2 separate regions of the Mus musculus genome follow, and region 2 is linked to region 1. The links are chromatin contacts, called in public HiChIP or PLAC-seq maps. All regions are on one chromosome and are shown on one strand. Each heading gives the region's core, a stretch centred on a gene start, on an enhancer-like site or on the middle of the called end of the contact. The rest is flanking DNA. Distances are from core to core; before and after follow the strand shown. Region 1 overlaps Wdr25 (WD repeat domain 25). Region 2 has its middle 35 kb from the start of Dlk1.

Region 1 (2,700 bases), core at 5-2,504:
CATCTGTGGTTAAATTAAAAGCTAAAGCCAAGGGATGCTGGGTTTTAACCATGGGAACCTTAAGAGACTAATGACTGCTGGGCTTTCCCGGGAGGCCTGGAGAACACAGCAGGCCTGGGCTGCCTTGCACCTTTGCTGAGGAGCCTTGCAGAAAGGAAAGGCGGGAGATAAGTCAGCAAGGAGAAGCTTGACCAAGAGCACTGGCCGCTCTGAGGTGAAGGTCTTTCTCCTGGAATCCGTGGCACTCTCTCACCTCCCCCAAACGGTCGCCTGTCTATCAGTTCTCCCCCTGGGCGGGGCTTCTTCTTGGGCTAGCTGTAACAGACCTTTCACCTTGGGACTATCTTGCTTGTCTGCTTGTTATAGGAATTTCTGTTTATTCACTGCAGGCTTATAGGAAATTGAGCTTTAAAATATGTAATCCATTGGCACTTGGCTGTATTGATCTGGTTATAATGAGCTCAACCAGTATAAAAACTGTTTGGATCTTCTTGGAGTTAAGAAAAATTACTTCTTTTCCCTTTTGGATCGATAATGATACAAATAGAAACTATGTTTCTGGGCTTGGGGGGGGGGGTGTCAGCACAGAGTCCTTGCTTATGAGTCTGAGGCTCCAAGTTCAATCCACAGCCCTAGAATAAACCGTCCTTTAAAGCAAAGCCATGGTTCAAGGGTTCCACAGAAACTCTGAGTACTCACTCTCCAAACACTACCACTTCCATAGCTTCTCCATCCAGTACCACTGAGGGGCTGGGTGACCCAGGCAGGCAACCACTGAGCGCTGGGATAGAAATCAAGCTTACCTGGGGCAGCCCCTCCTGTAGCCAGGGTGACAACATCTGGCAGCCTAATGCTGAGTCGGGGCCTATGCACCTCCATTTTCACTCAGCATGTTTGGCTCCCAGACCACTCCTGACTCATCAATGGCACTTCAGATGAAGTGAAACCCAAGTACTGATCCCTTTGAAAGAGAAGGGACGACCATGCCCCCTGCAGGGAGCTCACCTTGGCTATGCTACTCTGAGGTCACACGTGGGAAGGGGGACCAACATGTACAGTAAGCTTATCCCCGCAGGCCTGGTTGGATCCTGCACTTGTCACACAGCAATCCTGGGTAAGGGCAGGAACTAATCTGCATCTCGGAGCTGAGGAAAGGGAGTCTGGTGAGGGAGAGGACATCTGGCCCTACGGCCAGCCACACAGACACTGACTGGCTCGTCTGACCCCAGAGTCCCTCTGTCTGCATCCCACCTCCAGACCCACCGGCGACTCGTGACCTTTCCTCCTCCGTGGCTCTTTGTTCCTAGCCACAGACTCAGGGACATGTAGGGAAAATGTTGACAGGGAAAAGCTTGTGTTGTTGGCCCGTGGTAATTGAGCCTATGTTCCCAGGCAGCAGGCATATGACTCATCTCGCTAAAATCAATATCGTTACAGCGTCCTCTGGGAAGTATTCAGCCAGCTGTAAATGTAACCATCCTGACTCAAAGTTAAGGAGAAAAGAAGCTTGCTAACGTTCAAATCACCCTCTGTGCAGCAGGATCAGGGCCATGCGGGCAAGGGGGCAGAGGCCAGGCAGGATGCGGGCTGAGGGCCAGGTAGGCCTTGTCTGCATGCCCACTGGCACGCTCTGGGCTCAGAGCCTGACAGCCTTACTGCAAAGCCATGCTCAAAACTGCCCTTCAGGGGTGGGTGTGAGAGCAGACACAGAAGAGCAGAAGCAAGCCCTGGACCTGACAGACAGTACGGCCACATGGATGGTGGCTGCAGGAGCTGGCAGCTGCCATTCTTTTCCTTCCAAGCCCAGCCACTTTCAATTATCAAGCTGGACAAAACTGCATTTCTTAAAATTAGGAGGTGGGGAGTTAGCTTGCAAACCAGCTGTGTTTGGCTGTAAGCAGCTTTGTTGAAACACATAAGCCACCATACTAACATCAAACATGGCCTGACTGAGTTCAGATCCGGGGCCAGTCAACAAAGGGGGCCTAACCTAAGAAGAACCAGTTGTTCCTTGATGGCTGCTGCCCACACAGAGGAGAAACATGGCTACTGTAAGCCCATTTCAATCAATAAAATCGTGCCAGGGCCTGGTGTCATCTTCTTCATAAGGAGGGCTGGCATGAGTGTCCTAGCTATGGATAAGAACTGCTTTATGAAGATGAAGAAGCCCTCCCTAGATGGGAGCCAGTGAAAGGATGCTTAGTTTCCAGGAGAAGGGGTCACAGATGGCAGACACATGCAGAAGGGGGTTAAAGAAAGGGTCTTGTGACATGGCTAAAAAAGGTGGGGGTGGGCAAAGGTGTACCTGAAGGACAGTAGCCAGGGACCATCATCAATTTGAACCCTGCTGGAGAAGCCCTCAGTGGCAAACAGACACAAATGCCAGTCTGAGAACAAGCCTACCCCTTGGGGGCTGCAACAGCCAGCGCTCACTGTTTCCTTTGTGGTTTTCAGGGGCACTAAACGTCTTCCTGAAGTGTGCTGGGGAAACCCAAGTGTGCCACACAGCTTGAAGACCTACAGAGGCCCTGGCTGCGGCACACCACTTGCTTCAAGCACCCATGGGAGCTAGTGGCACTTCAGAGGCTTAGCCTGACAGAGCCTTCTCGAATGGTCTCTCCTCCAAGCCTCTTCGCCACGGCCTTCATATGGACACTTTTCACTCTTCCTATACCAAGAGCTCTGAAACTGTCAGGGCTA
Region 2 (2,715 bases), core at 121-2,620, 430 kb before region 1:
CCAAAAGCTGAGGCAGAAGGATCACAAGGTCAGTATTGCTCTTGGCTAGGTAGCAATATGGAGGCCAGCCTGAGCTACATGGCAACTGTGTCTCAGAGAGAAAGAGAGAGAGAGAGAGAGAGAGAAAGAGAGAGAGAGAGAGATAGGCAGAGAGACAGAGAGACAGAGAGACAGAGAGAGGATGGTGATGATAATGTGTACAGAGACCCATTTAGGGACACACTATTAGCAAGGAGAGCTCACTGGGTGAACTGTCTCCCATGCTATCATAAGGACCTGAATTCAGATTCCCAACACCCATGTAAAACTCAGACATTGTGACGCATGAATGTCACCCCAGCACTGGAGTGGTGGAGACTGAGACATCTTCTGAGGTAGTGGCCAGCCAGCCTGGTGGAATCCATGAGCTCCGGATTCTGTGTGAAGCCGTGTCTTATTTTGAGTAAAGACAGCGATCGAGGAAGATACCCAGCGGCGCCAACCTCTGGGTTCCACACATGCAGGCACCCTCGTAAACATGTGCAGAAAAAAAAAAAAAGCAATAAAAATAAACAAAACAGTAGCTGCTGTTATTAGGATTCCCACGTTCTGGGGTAAACTGAGGCACAGTCACCTTGGTTTGCCAACGATTTGCAGTGGGTGAAAGACACTGGCCTCCATAGCCTATGAACTTACGTCTGAAGAGTCTCAGCTTCCCTACCCCACCTTCTCATTCTGTGGCCAAGAGTAGAGGGAAACTGTCACCTTAGGGCCTGGAGGCACCTTTCACTTGAGTGAGCTACCCAAGACGCCATGAAAATGAATAAATCTTTATTTAAAAGCCATCAGTGCATGCTTGTCATTCCGGGGCCCAGGAGATGATGCTCAGCAGCCACATAGCTTAGTCTTAATGAGACATCTTCAGGCTGAGTAAGAGATCCCTATCTTACACCTCAAAGTGGACAGGCAGCACCTCACAGACACTGAGACGGTATTTACACAGACAGTGAGAAATGTCACTGAGCTCCACCTCCGACCTTCACATAAGACGCACACCCAGGCACTCAAACACACGTGAACATTCATGGGCACGCGTGCACACAGCATTACCGGCTCAAGCCTGAAAGACCTTGTTCCACACCTCTCTTTAATGTGGGGTGTGGTGAGCTAGACTGGGAAAGCTGATGGTGGTGGCAGCAAACACCCTGAATTCCAGTCTCCATTCTACCTACCCTTAGCAGCTGTGTGGCCTTGTGTGCATTACCTCCACTCTCTGTGCCTCTGGATCACCCCCTCTGTAGCTTGAGAGCTAGCCCTGCCCTTTACACAGTGAGTCCTGGGCCTAGAAGGAACAATGCCTGCAGCTTACCACACTTAGAGAAGACTTCATGCCTATCCTGGCTCACAGACCTGTCTCCCAGGCCTGTGTCATGTGCCACTGAGTGTCGCTTGTGGGAACATCCTTTGGGGACTGTCTTGCTTGTCTTGTTGTCCCCATTGCTCTATGAATTTGATTTAATAGGGTCCAGCAGCCCCCCCCCCCCAGTCCAAGTTTGGCCACGGTTTCCCCAGGGATACATGACAGAGGGACAATCCAAAGATGTGACACAAGCAGGGGCTGAGCAGCTCCCTAGCAAGAGGAAAATTCTAGAACGCGAGTCAGGGCTCCATCCCTTGGTTTTTAAGATTCCCTGAGCTTCCCACTTGCAGTAGAAACAGCTTACTTTCAGATTAGTCAGCCAGTGTGAGTCAGTCAGGGCCTCACCAGCCCTGCCTGTGGAATATTGATGCAGTCTGCTCTGCCAAGGGGGCGGAGGGGCCTCCTGGGGGCCCAGGGCCCCTGCCTGCAGCCATTCCATCCGTTTCAAGGTTTGCTCAGTGCCTCACCACGCACACAGGCAGCCCCTTCCTTGTTTCTCTGGCCCAACATCACCGCCCCCCCTCCAGAGACAGGGTGATTAATCCCCCCATACCGGAGGAGCAGGGGCCAAGCAGCCACATAAGTCATGCCCACGCTGACAGCAGGCAAGGTAGACGCCCAGAGCTTTGGCCTTGGTGCACGTTGGGGAGGGAGGCCCCATTGGCCTTCTGCTCTGAAGGGGGAGAGGGGCCTGGAAAGCAGATTGCACACAGAGCAGTGTTGTCTCCAAGAGGAGAGGGGAGAGCAGCCCACACCCTTTGAGGCGCCATAGTCCCCTCCTTCCTGGATTCACGTGCTCTCATTCCTTCATGTGCTCACAGCCCTTTGCTGATCGCCCCCCTCCCTGGGGCTCCCAGTGGAGCCCTGCCTAGACCTAGACTGGCCGTGGGGTCTTGTGGAGAGAGACAGCTCCCACATGAGGGACACCCAGGGAAAACAGGCCACGTGGGCCTAGTAAGGTGAGGCCGCCTGGCCGTGGAGGGGCGTGCAGGCAGAACTGTAGGGAGGAGAAGCCTCAGCTTGAAGCCCAGGGTTGGATCCCGAGGAAGTGGCATTCCTGGCTCATTGTCACTGTGGCATGGGGACCAGAGCGAGAGGGGCCTGTGAGACAGAGGACATGGCCTTAGCAGGGATGAGACAGAGGACAAAGGCAATAATGTATGAACCAGAGGGGGAGGTCAACCCCGTCTCTCCAGATGTCCCCAAGGCTGCATGTGGAGCCAGGATGGGGTTTCTGGGGAGGGCTGGGGGGTATTCAGGAAAGCTGCTGTAAGGTCACAGGAGGGCCAGTGGAAAATGTCTTCACCTGTCTGGAG

What was found. HiChIP or PLAC-seq counts read pairs in DNA pulled down with a chosen protein or histone mark.
Region 2: an HNF4G HiChIP or PLAC-seq map of pancreatic cancer cells shows a contact between it and region 1. The contact joins two enhancer-like sites. A contact is called at or near these places in 1 of 484 Hi-C or Micro-C datasets (embryonic fibroblasts) and 2 of 115 datasets of contacts at active chromatin or transcription factors (embryonic basal ganglia and pancreatic cancer cells).

The regions. Positions count from the first base shown.
Region 1 is chr12:108,983,490-108,986,189 of GRCm38.p6, reverse strand. All of the region lies in intron 3 of Wdr25 (WD repeat domain 25), which reads right to left. Among named protein-coding and RNA genes, the nearest start is that of Gm52002, 61 kb to the left of the region's middle. Within about 2 kb of position 1,254, at least 39 of the 459 cell types and tissues checked have an H3K27ac peak or open chromatin away from gene starts, as enhancers often do. A contact at or near this core is called in pancreatic cancer cells, where this site is marked.
Region 2 is chr12:109,417,081-109,419,795 of GRCm38.p6, reverse strand. No RefSeq gene overlaps it. Among named protein-coding and RNA genes, the nearest start is that of Dlk1, 35 kb to the left of the region's middle. Within about 2 kb of position 1,370, at least 98 of the 459 cell types and tissues checked have an H3K27ac peak or open chromatin away from gene starts, as enhancers often do. A contact at or near this core is called in pancreatic cancer cells, where this site is marked.